Regions from separate parts of the Lactuca sativa genome. Here region 2 is linked to region 1. Evidence: chromatin contacts called from public Hi-C data. All regions are on one chromosome and are shown on one strand. The core of a region is the stretch at or near the end of the contact, and the rest is flanking DNA. Distances in the headings are between cores, read along the strand shown. Region 1 holds the start of LOC111881986. Region 2 holds the start of LOC111881994 (tubby-like F-box protein 6).

The links. A called contact is a pair of places that touch in the nucleus more often than the background predicts.
Region 2: a contact with region 1 is called in a Hi-C map of leaf, with 7 times the contacts expected there. The contact joins the promoter of LOC111881994 here to the promoter of LOC111881986 in region 1. A contact is called at or near these places in 2 of 4 Hi-C or Micro-C datasets (leaf and seed).

The regions. Positions count from the first base shown.
Region 1 is chr5:64,279,742-64,284,242 of Lsat_Salinas_v11, forward strand. It overlaps LOC111881986, which reads right to left and starts at 2,421. Exons shown (of 8, transcript XM_023878356.3): 1 at 2,182-2,421; 2 at 1,578-1,841; 3 at 1,402-1,473; 4 at 1,178-1,216; 5 at 928-1,035; 6 at 706-803; 7 at 431-542; 8 at 1-168. The coding sequence starts at 2,349.
Region 2 is chr5:64,450,782-64,455,665 of Lsat_Salinas_v11, forward strand. It overlaps LOC111881994 (tubby-like F-box protein 6), which reads left to right and starts at 2,871. Exons shown (of 5, transcript XM_023878365.3): 1 at 2,871-3,010; 2 at 3,353-3,668; 3 at 3,764-3,851; 4 at 4,002-4,134; 5 at 4,287-4,883. The coding sequence starts at 3,393. The coding sequence ends at 4,833.

The DNA of each region.
Region 1 (4,501 bases), core at 1,171-3,670:
ACCACCCAATGACCGAATCACCGATCCACCACTGCATGACCCAATTATGCAACATTCCTCAAGAGACATTCCTTTCACTAAACCATACAAAAACCCTCCCGCAAAAAGATCCCCCGCCCCAGTTGCATCAATTGTCTTTGTCTGCCCGATCGCAGGAACCTTCACAACCTGAAGTTGTTCACAAATTCACTTAATACATATACACATATATGTATCAGTATCAGGCAGCAAGGCATTTGCTGCCTGATACTTATCAGGCACTGATATAGACCATGTATCAGACAGCCTGACTGCTGCCTAATACATGTATCAGACACTCTGACTGCCCGATACATGTCTCATACATGTATCGGTGCCTGATACATGAGGCAGTCAAAGTTTGACTGCCTGACACAGACGATGTGCTTTATAGCACATACACCTGGCTAACCTCTTTTTTATGCCTTGCAATGCATCCATGTGGACCTAACGTCACCACGGCCCATTGACAGTATTTGCCCAAGACATCAACTGCAGCCTCAGGTCCCGCAACTTGCTCGCCACTAAAACGGTATATATATATATATATATATATATATATATATATATATATATATATATATATATATATATATATATATATATAACAAACATTAAACACACAAAAGTACACAAAATTGGAAATAAAATTACGTGTAATTTTTGTATCACGGGATAAAATGTTACCTTAAAAGTTCGGCGGCTTCATCTTCATTAGCAAAACAAAGATCTATGTTACCCGACTCCAATAGTTCTAGTAAAGGTGTTCTAAATTTTCTAACCATCTGTCAATTTAATAATAAAATGTAAAAAAAAAAATGTTGTTATATAATCCATGAACATAAAAAAGTACATAATCTGTTTATACTCACAGCAAAGAAAAATGGTGGATTTCTTTTTAGTTTTTACCTCAAAACTGGCCAAATCTAGGGATATAAGAAGACCTTCTTGTTTGGCTATTTGGATAGCTGCATTGATAACTTCTATATTGTATATACTATATCTCACCACTAACCACTACAACATAAATATATACAAAGAAAATTAGCAAATTAACTTATAGATAACAATAGTACCAAATAAAAACCATTGACATTAACTCATTAAGAAATATGTAGCAAATAAAAACTAGTTCAAATAGATATAGAAACTTTATTACCTTGGAGCCTTTAAAATCCTCCCTTTTTAGTTCACCTGCCTGAATTACAAAAACAATGTCAGAAACACATGCAATCTGATTTTTTCTTCAATAAACACAGGAGTGATTTCATAATACTGAACAAACTAATTTCAATAAGGGCATTTATGTAATTTGCATTGTACTATTCTGTCATGTATTTCATGTATTGTACTGTGTAATAAATGTACGAAACTAAAGTGCACCTGTATTTTAGCAGCAGTGGCAATGCAGGGACGCATAGTACGATTACCCAATGGATCAACCAAGCAAACACACTGTGCCACGTCATCAGCTAATACAATTTTAATTTTAACTCCAAAATGAATTACAAAAAACATGAAAGAAGAAAACCATCTTTTTTACAAAAGGGTAAACTCACCTGACCAGTATGTTCATCTTTCACCCTCAATCTTGATATATTTACACCATAAAAGCTCATGTTTTTCAAGAAGAGAGCACCTTGTTCATCGTCCCCACAAGCTCCAATAACCCCACATGAGATCCCAAAACCTGCTGCAAGGCCTCTAATGGTGTTGGTCACACTACCCCCGGCTATAGTCTTTACAGGAGACAGATCATTTGGAGAAGACGAAATATGGGTGTTCACCTCTTTTAGTAGATCTTTCAGCTCTTCAGCTGCAACCTACCAATAAAGATATGCTCCAATTTATATCAGAATGCAAAATCACATGGAAATGGCGTATGGGTGATTTAAAAGTAGTTAATGCTTCCTAAGAATGAAAATTAAACATGAAAACTGATCCTCAAATTCAAATTAATGCAATTTCGTATGGAAATTGGAAACCCTGTGCTATGATCGATCAAATAAAGCCTTCATCTGTCCTCGATTCCCTCATTCACGAATGAAGTTTAAGCAATTGATTGCATGGGTTTTGATTCAATTACAGAGGTAAACGAACAATTATAGGTTGAAGACATTAAGATAGCAAGAAATTAAGAAAAATTAAGGGGAGGGAGTGTACAGGGAAGGAACCACCAGGTTCGCCGGGAATTCGAGAGAGAATTGATAAGTCAACCCTTGCTATGTGGTCAACAAGGGCAGCGGGGAGGAGGCCGAGTATCACCGGAGCAGCCTGATAATCGCCGGATAGATCATTCTCACTGGGTTTTGGGAGAAATTCGGCGCCCATAATTGGGGCTTTTGGGGTTGTTGTGGAGAAAGGATGCTCCGTTATCTCTCTCTGCCTCTTCTTGACGAAGCTTTCAACTTGTTTATATAGCCATTAGATCTTTGGATCCACACTGTGATTATAATTGTATTTTCAGTAAGTTACAGGTTTAGTCCCTACGCTATTACTCAAACTATATGTTTAGATACTTTTGATATTTTCTTGCTTTTTTGGTCTTACATCGGCTTTTTTTGTAGTTGTTGGTTTTGACATCCAACGATGTTAGCAAGGCCCATTAGTTAAATCATGTGAAAATTGAAATGATGTAAAGGGTAAAATTTATAACTAATTTAGCTGTTTGGTTGTGATACTTACAATTATAAATTTTGTTGGAACTTCAATATCTATATGTTCGTTAAATTTCACTCGATTGTCAAGGGCATGTCATAAACTTTGTGTTTTTGTCATTTCTTTATCATGGTCATAGAAAAGAGGCATACAACAAGTATGATGTGACAAGTTTTTAATAATTGGTTACACATGATGACGTTGATTGTAAAGAAACTATAAATAGCTACAAGCGTGATTGATGGATTAATATTTTCTTCTTTTATACAATTTCAAAGTTAGATCATTCTTGTACCTTCTAATGTTGGTAAAAGATTGTGGAATGCCGGTTTGAGTGATCACATTTGAAATAAAATAATGTGCAACTTCCAAATAACTTGAAGTAGTGTTAACTATATATACGAGTTTATAATGTCACATCTAAAATCCAATAAATGTTAATAATATATTGATTTATTTATAGTTTCACATCTCAAAGTTTATGAAAATAACTTACATAATTTTGATGACACGACTAACTATTATCATCAAATGATTGTTAAAATATCTAATTCCATCATAGTGGGATCCAACTAACAACTAATAATTCAAATAAGTTACTACATCAATCTAGTCCACCCAAAATGTGACTTTCTCTACAAAACAAAAACAAAAAAAAAAAAAAAAAAAAAAAAAAAAAAAATACAAACACAAACAACTGTAGAGTATAAACATTATCTAAGACCAAAATGTGCTACCTTCCAAAAATGTCTCAAGAATGCATGGCCTTTGTTTTGTCCTTCATGCCAGGGTAATTTCACTCGTAGTTGGTATGTAATATGTTACAACCATGACAGAAATTTTAGCTTCATGACACATAATGATCTGCCGAATCATGTCTTATGGAGAAATATGGTGAAATAAACATGGGTCTTCATATGGTGTTCATCAAAAGAATGTGTATGGTAGCATATATACCTTAGAAGTCGACTTGGATAGGACCTTGAAAGCAAAAGTATTCCAGAAAGATATGTGAAGTCTGTTTGTGATATATAGGATCATAACGTGTATCCTAGTAAAGATTGGGTTACATCATGTTTTGACCTTTAGTACATATCTCTTTGTATTGATCTTGGACAAGATGTTTTGCACTATTAAGGGAGAGTTATAGAGTGTATGTTCTTCATATGTTCTTTGTCAACGATATTGTCCTGATAGGCGAGACTAGGTTTGAGTTGAATTCCATATTGAACACAGGGTCACGAAGTTGAAAGAGAAGATGTGGATCAATACATTTAAAATTGAGTATTTTTATGCAACTTCAGTGAAATATTACGAAAAAATGAATACAAATCAGTTGTAGGGGAAACCTTAACGATAAAACATGACTAAACTGTACAAATGGTTCCTGTGGTTTACTCAAAATTGTCACTTTGGTCCAAAAAAGTTTGGGTTAGCACCACTGATCCAAAGTTTTCATTTTGTTGCGATTTCGGTCCAAAACAATTTAAAAATTCTTCAAATGACGGATTTGCCCCTTTCTATTTGTTTTTTCCTTTACTATTATTATATTATTTAATTACAAAGGGTCTCACCTTCTCTCTCTCCCTCATGATGTCGTATCCCTTTTTCATCGAAGAAAACACTCATTTCCGTTCATGTCTCTAGTCACGGAGACCCATCGGAAAACCCAATATCCTCCCTTCCTTGCCACTAAACCACCAACGTCGTTGTCCCATCTTGATTCGCCGCCACTCCAACGTCGGCATGATTACGCCTCACATGAATCTTTTCTTACTGAATCGAGTGTGTCTGGATGTTGAATAGTTGAAGTAATCTCAGATAA
Region 2 (4,884 bases), core at 1,621-4,120, 170 kb after region 1:
TAAATGAATTTTGGGTACAAATGGAGACAATGGATGTTTGGTTGTCTATCCTCCTCAAGAACCTCTGTGTTAGTAAACGAATCACCTATTGATGAATCTTTACAACAAGAGGGGTCCGTCCGGGAGATCTATTCTCACCGTTCCTTTTTATCATTGCAATGGAGGGTCTGAATATTGTTGTCAAGAGTGCCAAAGAAAACTCCCTGGTACATGGGATTAAGCTTCCTTTCAATGGTCCACACTTATCTCACTTATTCTACGCGGATGATGCCATTTTTGCAGGTGAATGATACAGAAAGAGTATTATAAATCTCTCACCAATTCTGAAATGTTTTCATATCTCATCTGGACTAAAGGTCAATTTTCATAAGTCACGGTTATTCGGTATTGGTACCGAATTGAAAAACATGGCTAGAATTATGGGTTGTGTAGAAGATTCCTTTCATATCAAGTACTTAGGTGTACCAGTCGGGGCAAATATGGGACTGAAAAAGCATTGGAAATTAATCATAGAAAAGTTAAGAACTCGTCTATCTGATTGGAAAGCCATATCTCTTTCCTTTGGGGGTCGCATTACTTTAATCAAAATTTTTCCTAAACAGCTTGCCTAGTTACTTTATGTCTCTGTGTAAAGTACCAGAAGGAATTACTGATTCTTTGGAAAAAATTAGAAAAAAAAATCCTATGGGGTGGTGGTGATTTAAAACGCAAGATACATTGGATCAATTGGTCTAAAATCACAGCCCCTATCTCTGATGGTGGTCTGGGGGTATCAACTCTAAAAGCACAAAACTTGGCACTTTTAATCAAATGGTGGTTGTGTCTGATAAACGAGAAAGGAAGACTTTGGAAGAATGTCATTACAAGTCTACATAATTTGAGTAAGAAATCAGCACACTTCATTGCTAGAAAACCCTCCATTGGGTTGCGGTGCAACATCCAAAGGGCAATTAAATCCATGGGTGATCTAGGTGCTGATTCTTATCAGATATTCAAAATCATTCCTGGATCAGATATTCAGATATTGTTCAGGAAAGACGTGTGGTGCGGTTCGGTCCCGTTTCAAGAAAAATTTCCCCATGTATATAAGATTGAATCGGTCAAAAGCTATAAACTTTCTGATCGTGTATCAGCAAATGGTTTTACATGGTGTTGGAAACAGTCACCTTCCACCTTGTCTGAACTTCACGGATTGCTTCAACTATACAAGGATATTGGTGACCTGAATAACTCGGAGGATTCTTCGTCATACGGTTTTTGATTTGTGCCGACAAAAAATGGCAATTACATGGTAAACTATATGAGGTGTATCATAGACTCGAAACTAATCCTCTTTAAAGGGTTGCGGATCTGCTAGTCAAAATTAATACCATTAAAAGTTAGGTGTTTCGTGTGGAGAGTCATGCATGGAAGAATTCCAATAGCAAACAATCTAATAGAGGGCTACAAATATCAAATCAGATGTGCACTTTATGCAACAAGGATGTCGAGCTGGTGGATCATCTTTTATTGCACTGTGAATTTACCGAGGTTCACTTCTGGATTTTTAAATGGTGTGGTATTACTGTTCGAGGGTTCTCCAGTGTCACTGGATTTCTTATTACAAGCACTATCCGGGACAATTGTCAAAGGAAGAAAGTGATTGGTGATGTTATTCTATTTGGAGTATTATGGTACATATGGTTCGCCAGGAAAGATAAGATCTTCAAGAATATTCGAGTTGTTCCACCGAAGGTCACGGATGATATTATCTCAAACTCATACTCATGGTGTAAGCATAGGAGTCACCTGAATTCTGGTGGTTGGGTTGAGTGGAGTTATTCGTCATTTGCTCAAATTTTTCCTAAGATCTTCAAGAATATTCGAGTTGTTTCTCCTATGTTTTCATTATCTTCCTATCTCTGAAATCGGTTACATAAGATGTCATATTTTACCTCTCAAATCGCTTTATATTCCAATGACAAAGTATATAGTTGTTAGGCCCAACCCTTTTTTTTTACTATTCTCCATAAAACACAACATGGTTTTAAAAACCTGGTGGTAAGATAAAATTCGTTCCATGTGCACCTATAGGTAGAGTTTTTTAGATGAATTGTGACATACATTTTTCTTATATTTCTCTTTATTTTATACTGTTGTTTTCTATTTTCTTGAATAAACCTTGCAACAACTCTTTGAAAAATACTTACAAATCTTCTCTTATATTGTTACATTGATCATTTGTCAAGATTACTAATTGGTTGAACAATTATTAAAGGTAAAACAAAGACAAATGTTGTAATATTGTGAGAAATAGAGAGATCAACATTATCACTTATAGAAGTGCTTCATGAATTTTGGATTGACATTGCACATATTAGTCACCTACCTAAAAGGACTCATATTTTGATGGATCGAAGTCAGGAATGAAATAAGTAGATGTAATATTTCCATCGATCGGAGTAACGTTTCATGGTATAGAATTGGATTGGGATGGTTTCTCTTTTGAATATATTTGTAATTATTTAATACATTACTGTGTAGCTCTTTCTTGATCATATTGTTCTATAATTGTATTAGAACCTTCGCGCAATAAATGAGCAAGCTTTGAAGATCAATGTTACAGAAAAGCTGGTGCTGCTGCCTGCGTCGCCGGCATGGCTTTAATTCCTTGTCGCGGTGGCGTTGATGGCGGATATCAATAAGGTCACGTACCTTCAAGGCTTCAAAGGCCACCAGCTTCTTGAATTAACCAAAACTCGAAAACGAAGCAACTCGAGAAAAACAGGGGGGGATTCATTTCCGTGGATAAATATTTTGACAACTGAAAAAGAGATCTTTATTCCCCATTTTCTCGATCCTTCCCATCAAAAATCATCGAAGCTCGTTCCACATGTGCGGAAATTCGTGCAATTTGTTGCTACAGAGGAGACATCATAACGTGAGAGATTTCATTCCCCTGTTTTTGAACCTTTTTACGAGATGTGATTAACAAATTTTCGGGATCTCTTGCCAAATGCTTAACGTACAGGTAACGTTTATTCTTCATCTACAGTTTCAATTAAGATTCTTTATTGTTGCACTTAATTCCCTTTTCTTTGATTGTATAAAAACCATGTTTAAATATTCGAAAAAGGAAAACGATACTGTTCTTTATCGTCCTTCAATTATTTTGTTTATTTCATCATGTTGTGTAATCATTCAATTCATATGCATGAGGAGTGTGGTGCATGCCCACAGCCCACCATCTGTTTGTTATAATGCCTGAACCAATTTACGCTACAACACTGCTGAATCTTTTTATCATTATGTTACCCAACAAGTAAACTATCGTGTATACTTCCAAATTCATGTTCTTGAATATGTCACTCAGTTGTTTACTCGGAAGCAATACCAACAGAAGAATTCAGATCATGAAAAATGGGAAATCACATATTGTTCCAGAAAACTACGATTCAGTTCCAAGATCTTTACCTTCTTCAATCGGAGATAGCAAATGGGATGATTTCCCCGGCGAGTTGCTTCTTGACATAATCCGGCGAGTGGAAGGTGGTGAAACCTCATGGCCAGGTAGGAGAGATATCGTCGCTTGTGCTTCGGTTTGCAGATTCTGGAGAAACACTGTAAAGCAAATCGTTAGAACACCTGAACAATGCGGATTAATCACATTCCCCATGTCGTTAAAACAGGTACTTTGATCAATCAATCAATCAATCAATCATCTTCAAATCTCAAATCAATTTTGTGTTTCTAACTTCGATATGTTTGAATTACTTCGTTTTAGCCTGGATCGAGAAAGGATCCGATTCAATGCTTTATAAGGCGAGATAGAGCTAATTCGATCTTCCGGTTGTTTCTAGGCCTGAGCCCAGGTAAAAAAAAATGTGTTTTACTTTTTACTTTTTTACTTTTGATTGGTGACTAAAAAGGGAATAAAGTAAAGTAAACTTGGATAATTGATTGTTTTTCCTTTTAAAAATAAAAAAAAAAAAATTTACAGTTTCTGTAAATTAAAATTACAGCGTTAGCTGGTGATGCAAGTAAGTTACTATTGGCTGCAAAGAAGGTGAGAAAAGCCACAGGGACAGAGTTTTCAATCTCCTTAACTCCCGACGAATTTTCCAAATCTAGCCTTACTTATGTTGGAAAGCTAAGGTTATCTTCTTTCTTTCACCCTATTAATTTCCATTTTTGCCCCCACATACTTTTGTAGTCACATCACATGAGGTTTTTTTTTTTGTGAAACTAGTGTGATTTACTTTTTCATGTTGACTGAGAGACTGACTGTTAATTTAAACCGTTTACAGTTCCAATTTTCTCGGCACTAAATTTGCAATTCACGATGTGGAACCTTTTTACGACTCTTCAACAAATAAACAAATACCGAAATTTGGTTTAAAAAAAGTATCACCAGTGTTTAAGTCCAAAGTAGTCACCATATCTTACGAGCTTAATGTTCTACGCACAAGAGGACCAAGAAGAATGAATTGCACGATGAACTCGATCCCCGATTCCGGTCAAGCCGGAAAGAAACACGAGACACCGGAATCGGTGATTCCGATTCCGGTTGTGGAAAGGAAAGATTCGTTGGTTTTGAGAAACAAGGCGCCGAGGTGGCACGAGCAGTTACAGTGTTGGTGTTTGAATTTTAAAGGGCGGGTTACGGTGGCGTCGGTTAAGAACTTTCAGCTGGCGGTTGATAGTGGCGGAGGTGTGGAAGAAGATGATGTGGTGTTGCAGTTTGGGAAGATTGGGAAAGATATTTTTACAATGGATTATCGGTACCCATTGTCGGCTTTTCAAGCGTTTGCGATTTGTTTAAGTAGTTTTGATACTAAACCCGCATGTGAATGAAAATTGTACTAATTGTTGTGATAATATTATCACCATTTATGTTTTTATTAT